Linked DNA regions of Danio rerio: region 1 is linked to region 2. The links are chromatin contacts, called in public HiCAR-type maps. All regions are on one chromosome and are shown on one strand. Each heading gives the region's core, a stretch centred on a gene start, on an enhancer-like site or on the middle of the called end of the contact. The rest is flanking DNA. Distances are from core to core; before and after follow the strand shown. Region 1 holds the start of sod1 (superoxide dismutase 1, soluble). Region 2 holds the start of bach1b (BTB and CNC homology 1, basic leucine zipper transcription factor 1 b).

Region 1 (3,954 bases), core at 1,368-3,867, 270 kb after region 2:
CACCACACATGCCTAAATTGAGATACAGGCCCATGCGACAAATGCAGATCAACTTTTAAACAAACAGGATTTAAGTAAATGGGACAACTTTGAGGGCAAGTAGAGTTTCTGCTTTCAGTGACAATCCGTACAGACAATAAATATTAGCATTTTACTATATATAGATACTGTAAATCATGCAAAACAGATGTATCAGAGCACACTGATAAACTCACCTCACACTATCGGTTGGCCCACCATGAGTTTTGTCATGAGGGTTGAAGTGCGGACCTGCACTGATGCAGCCTGTGATCAAGAGCAAAAAATAAATAAAAATAGCACAAGTGTGATTTGTGGCCCTTTAAACGCATTAAGTGCTTACACTATGAAAGTATGTAAGTGGAGAATTTAAAAACTTTTCAGAGCTGTTTACTCCTTCACTTTGGATTCAGAACCAGGTAAAAAATGGAGTCTAATGGTTTTAGGTCAAGGTTATTGGTCCTGATGGGATGAACTTGTACTTTAATGCAGTGTTTCTCAACCATGTTCCTGGAGCTGATGATCTGAATCAGGTGTGTTTGGTTAAGGAGACATGGAAAATATGCAGAACTGATGATCCTCCTGGAACGTGGTTGAAAAACACTGCTTTAATGAATGGAGTGGCATACCCTGACACCCCGTTTACACCTGAAATTATGATGCATTTTGCTCACAAGGAGGTTGTTTACACCTGGGATCTCATTTAATAGGGTGGTGAATGCACAAAATGGGGGGAGAAATGAAGCGATATAAATCATCATGTGGGCCATAATAATCGCTAAATGTTCAGTTTGACCACTCCTTACCGTTTGTGTTGTCACCAAAAGCATGGACGTGGAAACCATGTTTTCCTGGAGTAAGGCCAGTAATTTCACCAGTCACCTTGACTGGCTTCTTTTCACCCTAAAACATACAGATCCATTGTGTGGTTAACAACGGTTTCATATCACTTCAGAAAACATGGTTTCATATCATTTCACAAAACAAAAGCGCAGTTAACCAAGTTATGCTTGGCTGCAAAACACATCATACAGACAATTTGTTTCCAAATGTACACCTGGAATGCACTGCATGTTTATCTCAACACGGAATCAAAAGTGACAATATGCTTATTTTGCTTTCTTGCAATGTCACTTATTTTATGAGAGGTTTATCAATACAAGTCATAAATCACCCAAGCTCAACTAATAGAAAACCACAACATTCAAATCAATTCATGGAAAAAAAAAAATTTTTTACTCTTCAACCTTTGTCCTCGTTACAGACATTTTACTCAGATATACATTAAAATATGGAAGAAAAGATCATGAAACTTGTTTTAATAGATTTGAGTAATAAAAAAAATAAATTTAAAAAATCAAAACATGCCTCGATGACATATTGAATACTTGATTGAGGTAAAGTTGGTTTTACATCCGCACATTCATTCAGTGAAAACTTATGAAATACCCCCTATATTTTTATATTTTTTTACTTTCAATATTTGGTATGAACGCAAGTTTAACTTTAAAACAACATTAGCACAAATAGTTTGATAGTGAACAATGTTGTACTTTGAAAGTGATTATATGATTTACTATTTAGAATTTTAATTGATTTTCTTTGGTGAAATTATATTATTAAGGAGAAAGACTGAATATGCAAATATACAACTAACTTTACCTCAACAGATACTTGAAGCGCTGCTGGATAAAATACAGAAGAACTTCACAATTTAAACATTAAATTATTATAGGGAAGGCTAAAGACAAATTAAAACAATATAACGAGATTTGGGACTAACACAAACAGTAAATAGCGCTTAACAGCAAGTAAATGTGTATTCAGATGCCACACCAATACAGTAATAAGCTCTATCAGCATTTAAAGCGTGCTGTGATCTCTGTCCTATTTGGCAAAATTATGACTGCAAACAGAGATAGAGGAGCATGAGTCAGCAAACCTTTCCCCTTGTAGTAAATTCTTAAGACTTTCGATAAAGTAAATACCTCAAGAACCTACAGGCAACCTACGCTACAAAGTCTCAATATCAAACTCAAACGCATGGCGGTTCAAGGTTTGCATGTAAGTTAACGTCTGCTATTGAGGAAGCATATGCGTTAATTAGTTTGCGCGTGCATGGGGGGGCGTAGACCTGCCATCTTATCAAAGGTCATTTCTGAGCTGCTTTCAGCGGTTTATTATGGGATGCGACATTGCACAAAATATTAGTAATAGGATGTACAACTCAACATTGTGTTTTTAAACATGTTCGGTCATTTATATTTGCATTGCATTCGCACAGCAAATTCCGTGCAATTGCATGCTACTCTATCATCATGCATACGTAAAAATATGACAACAGACGTCTTCAATCTCGATCATGGAGTGCGTAGTAGTTTCATGCTAGCTCGACGCGCGCGCTGCTCTCCTGCTACATGAACGTCATTTCAAATATGGATCAAAACAGACATTTTTTACCTCTTGATTGAAATAGACGGTGCCGGTCACTTCACCGGTGCCTTTAAGCACACAAACGGCCTTGTTCACCATGCTGACTGTAGATTATGCAAACTGAGAAGTTGTGAGAGAGTGAAAGAAACCGACTGTGTTTGATAAGAGGAGGCACGTGAGCGGAATCGACCAATGAGGAGGCAGAAAAGAGCGGTGGATGCTGATTGGTTCAAAGTCTGGCGTGTCACGGTGTCATAAGGTATCGTTTTGAATGAACTTGTGGAACCAGTTACTTTAGTTATTTTATTAGTTATATAAACTGACACTGAAAGTAAACTCTTGTCACTTTTCTTGCCATTTTAATTACATTTACGACACGGCGGCTTAATGGTTAACACTGTCGCCTCACAGCATGAAGATTGCTGGTTCGAGTTACAGCTAGCTTAGTTGGCATTTCTATGTAGAGTTTGCATGTACTCCATGTGTTGGCGTGGCTTTCCTCCGGTTGCTTCGGTTTCCCCTACATGACAAAGACATGCACTATAGGTAAATTGTATTAACTAAATTGGCCATAGTGTATGTGTGAATGAGTGTGTTTGGTTGTTTCCCAGTACTGAAACAGCATCCGCTTAGTAATAAAATATGCTGAATAAGTTTCTGTCTCGTTCCATTGTGGCCACCCCTGATGAATAAAGGGACTACCCCGAAGAAAAATGAATGAATGAAGTTTCTGAATAACATCCTTTTCTTGCTCAATGCAAGTCACTTTGAAAAAAAAAAGTAAGAGTAAAAGTTAAACCAGTTAAACTTAGATTTTCAGACAATAAAAGAAGTTATAACAATATCTTTCTCATTATTTGTTACAGTATAAATATTTCTGATCATAAAGTGGTTTCAATAAGAATGTACATCACATGTATTATTTTGGCTACCTATGTGGTACATTCAAAGGTACAGGACACCCAAATATGAAGATTCTGTCATTTACTTACCTTCCACCTGTTGCAAACCTGTTTGAATTTCTTCTGTTTAACGATCTTCGAAGAATGTTAGAAACCGGTGGGCATTGAATTTTATGTAATTGGTCCCTACTATGGATATATAAGGCTACCAGTTTCCAGTATTCTTTAAAATATCTATACTCATGTGCTTTACATCAGACAAAAAGCTCACACATTGATTGAACCACTTGAAGTTGAGTGAATAGTTAGTACATATAGTTATTTGGCTCAAATTACACAGTCCTATAGTATTATTCTTTAAAAAAGGAATATATCAAAACCATGTTTGTCACTTTGACCTTGGCATTTGGTCACATGCATCCTCAAATTCTACAGTCATGCCCTATTCATATACATATACTGTAGACATCCTATTCAAACCATTACAAATGGTTTTGGTACAGTGTCACATGATAACTACCACAAATCATAATAAAACTGGTTAAATATAGTTAAAAGCTCAGAAAAAGCTCAGTTTTTTTATTCATGATTAGTTTTAAAT
Region 2 (3,749 bases), core at 489-2,988:
AAAAAAGTGAGGTATGATCATGTATAACACGTTTTCTCCTCCATTCCTCAGAAAAGAGCTCATGGCGGAGCTGCTAGAGGATGAAAAGGCATCAATGGAGTTTGCACGATATGAAGAGGAATATCGGATACTCACAGAAGAGAACCAGAACTTGATAACGGTGCACAGTGAACGAGCGCAGCAGCTCGAGACGCTCCGAGTGATCAGTCAGAAGAGGCAGGGCTCCTCGTGACTCTTGACATTGATGAAAAGATCTGTCACCTCATGGCTTTCCTTCAGTGTACTGAAACAACAACAACAACAACAAAACTGATCTTGAATCAGTGCGCTTAAACTGAAACACTTAATAAATGTATATTTAAGCTAACGTGGGTCGTTTCAGAGCCCAACTTGATCTGAGGTGTCGCCTCAGTCTGATATACAGTATTGGTATTCTGAATACAGTATATACAGCTTGTTCTTTGTGTGTGTTTAAAGGGTGTGTTTGTTGACAAATGTGCTTGTACAGATGGAGCTGTGTCTGTGTTATATCATGTAAAATGCTCTGCTGTGAAGGAGCGGTCCTCAGCGAGAGATGTTACTGTCTGTCAGTTGCATTAAAAAGGAATTAAACCTCTGTCCAGCTATCTAAGTTCAAGCAAGGTGATGATAGACCTATGACTACACACCATTGTTTAGTCACTCAGTAAAAGGGAACTTGGCTTTCGAAATGTGATCTGCTCATTTTAGGATTGTGAAACCCTTCAAAACTATCAATGGCTGACACCTCCATCCCACACAAGCCGAGATGCCGGCAGTTTATGATCGCAAAACCAGTTTAGCAGCAGTGTTTTGCTTCCTCCAGATTTAGATTTTTAGTTTGTTTGGCTATGGGCAGGTTTCTATTTCTTTGTTAGAAAGATGAATGACTCTATATGTCAAAATGTAAAAGCATTTGTTTATTTTTCATTTTTCAAAACAGTTTTGAGAATCTGACAGGATATTTGAGATTGTATACTACTGTGTTTACACCCATCACTTTCATATAATGCTGTGTATAACCATAACATTATACCAGGAAATAGTTACACAATAAATATGTTTATTTATTTATTAGAATAACCTACTTTTGTAATTATAATAAAATATACATTTTCTAAGAAATTATGACAGTGAATAAATTACTTTAAACAATATTTTATATATTAATTTAAATATGAATATATACTAGCCTATATAAGAATTGATTTTACCATCGATTGTTTATACATCCAAGTTTTTTAAAGTTGTTCAAATGCACAATATTCTAGATCAGGGGTGTCCAAACTTGATCCTTCTGATTTTAGCTCCAACTTGCTTCAACATACCTGAAAGGAAGTTTTAGTGTATCTAGTAAGCGGTTGATTAGCTGGTTCAGGTGTGTTTGGAGCTAAACTCTTCAGGACAGGACCGTTCGGACAGCCTTGTTCTAGGTAATACACAGTTAATAACATTTCAGAGGTCATTTTGGCTTCTTTTATACACAAAGGTTGTCTGTAAAGACTAATCTAGGCCTGAAGAGGTTAAATTATGTATGTCTCTGCCTGTACAGTGAAAACCAAGGCGGTCTGTGGAAATACAAGAAAGTCATGATGTAAATGACTGACGGGATAGAGACAGCCAATGAAAGGAGGTCAGCGCTTGAGAAGGCGGGATAAAAACAATTTTTGGCCATAAGTCACATGACACCCAAGCGAAGCACAAGCGCCTCCTTGTTTTCATAGTTACAAGTGAGCGCTTTAAGCAGCCTGGGTTTAGTATGTAGTATCAAATCCAACTTATTACTCTCCGGTGATATGACAGGTGAGTAGGCTACATACGAACGATTGTGCTTTTTTTTTAAAGAAATATATGTCGAGAGACATAAATATATTGAAAATAGAGATCTTTAGAGAAGTTTAAGTGGTCTTTTTTAATGTTATGTGTCTGAAAGGGTTAATTTCGGGTTTGTTTTGTTACATGCTTTACGCATATGAGTTCTAATAATCACGACTATGTAAGCGATAATATGCTTTTATGCAAATGTAGATTTTTTTGTCGGACCTATGCTGTTACAAAACATAGGCTACCTAGGCAGCATTTTTGTACACAATAACCGCGTTCCGATGTTTCGATCGAGCATTTAAAGCGCGCGCTTGACATGCCTTAAATGCTGTCTAGGTAGACAGCTCACTAGGTTTTGTTACACAACCGTAATGTTCATTTTCATTACATCAAAGGCGCGTCAGTTGTTTTACTCGACAAATTATTAGGGAAACGAGTTCAAAAGTGTCCGTTTATCAAAAGTACGTCAGCTCAACTGTGAGGCAACTGGTACCCAAGTTCCTTTAAAAGTCGATGAGTTAAGTGGAAAGGAACAGACGGACAAAATGCTTGCTCATCCTTTATCAGCAAAACCCAATGAGTCAGCAGAGAGCGCGCACTGTCTTGCGCCACACACACACACACACACACACACACACAAGAGCGCGCGCGCGCACACATAAACTCTCATGACTCGACTAGGTCAAATTCTCTGTACACAGCTGAGATAAGGAGCTCCCGTGGGTAAGAACACGTACCTACTGAGTGATACAAACAGCATTTCTTCCCCAGGCGGTTCTGTTGTTTTTTAAGTCGTTTACTTCCCGTTGAGCGAGTGTGAGAGGTATGACGTGGTCAAGTATGCGAGCGCCTTAATAATAACTGGTCGACTGTGATTCGGCACCCTTTATAACTAGAAGTTCATTTAACAAGAAATACATGACATTATGCAACGTAACACAAAATTGGCCAGTTAAAAAAACAACAAGCTTTGAGATTTGCTGGAACATGAGTAAAATAGTGACATACATTTACTTTTACAAAGAAAGTGTGACTTCATTGTAGTTCCATTCTGGATTTTCCCTTTTCCAGTTCCCCTCTTTATCAATAGTCAGTTTCAGAGCGGCACACTTGAATCTGACTTTTAGCCTATTACAGTTAACGAATCTCTGTTTGAGATTCCAATTATAGCCTAAAAATAGGCGTTTCCCAGTACTGGGTTATTGCGTCTTAAAGGGCATCCGCTGCGTAAAACATGCTTGATAAGTTGGCGGTTCATTCCTCTGTGGCAACCCCTGATAAATAAAGGACTAAGCCAAAGTAAAATGAATGAATCCCAAAAATAGAATGCATCAGGAAATAAAAAACTTTTTCTTTTTCTCCCTAGAGAAACCTTTAAAAAGTTTTAAAATGAATGACAAACCAGTTGAGAGCTCTTATGAGTTTAGTAGTTGATTGTCTGAACTGCCTACATTTACTTCTTTTTAAAGCAACTGTGTTTAATAATTTAGTTAATGCAAAAAAAACTATATTAATCCACCTATAATGATATCCACCTATCAGAGAGTCGGAGCAAGCAAAACTTTATCTTTACATACTTGAAATATTTATTTTAATACTTTCCAATAAACTTGAAATATATCGTTTTTTATAGAGCCAACAACTGTAAATAAATAGTTTAATATGCCTGTCATAATGCTTTCTTAATATGTCTAATAAGAGTTACATAGCCAAATATTGTCAGTAAACAAATCATATAGGCTACACTTGGCAGAACCCTTCAACTGAGCTCATGTAAATCTTTTTTTTTTTTTACCATACAGATTAACTCAAGATGTCGGTGGAAAGCTCAAAGTCATTTAAGTTCACCTTCCAGTCGTCTGTGCACAGTTCACATGTTCTGCAGTGTCTGAATGAGCAGAGGAAGA

What was found. HiCAR-type assays count read pairs that join an accessible place to other places.
Region 1: a contact with region 2 is called in a HiCAR-type map of caudal fin, with 4 times the contacts expected there. The contact joins the promoter of sod1 here to the promoter of bach1b in region 2. A contact is called at or near these places in 3 of 18 Hi-C or Micro-C datasets (caudal fin, embryo and hematopoietic stem cells) and 2 of 4 datasets of contacts at active chromatin or transcription factors (caudal fin and embryo).

Annotation. Positions count from the first base shown.
Region 1 is chr10:30,634,856-30,638,809 of GRCz12tu, forward strand. sod1 (superoxide dismutase 1, soluble) reads right to left here and starts at 2,618. Exons shown (of 5, transcript NM_131294.1): 1 at 2,479-2,618; 2 at 825-921; 3 at 216-285. The coding sequence starts at 2,550.
Region 2 is chr10:30,362,628-30,366,376 of GRCz12tu, forward strand. bach1b (BTB and CNC homology 1, basic leucine zipper transcription factor 1 b) reads left to right here and starts at 1,739. Exons shown (of 5, transcript NM_001384147.1): 1 at 1,739-1,821; 2 at 3,645-3,749. The coding sequence starts at 3,656. It overlaps map3k7cl (map3k7 C-terminal like), which reads left to right. Exons shown (of 7, transcript XM_073914786.1): 7 at 52-616. The coding sequence ends at 232. LOC141376380 (a long non-coding RNA gene) reads right to left here and starts at 2,658. Exons shown (of 6, transcript XR_012386345.1): 1 at 2,580-2,658; 2 at 136-283.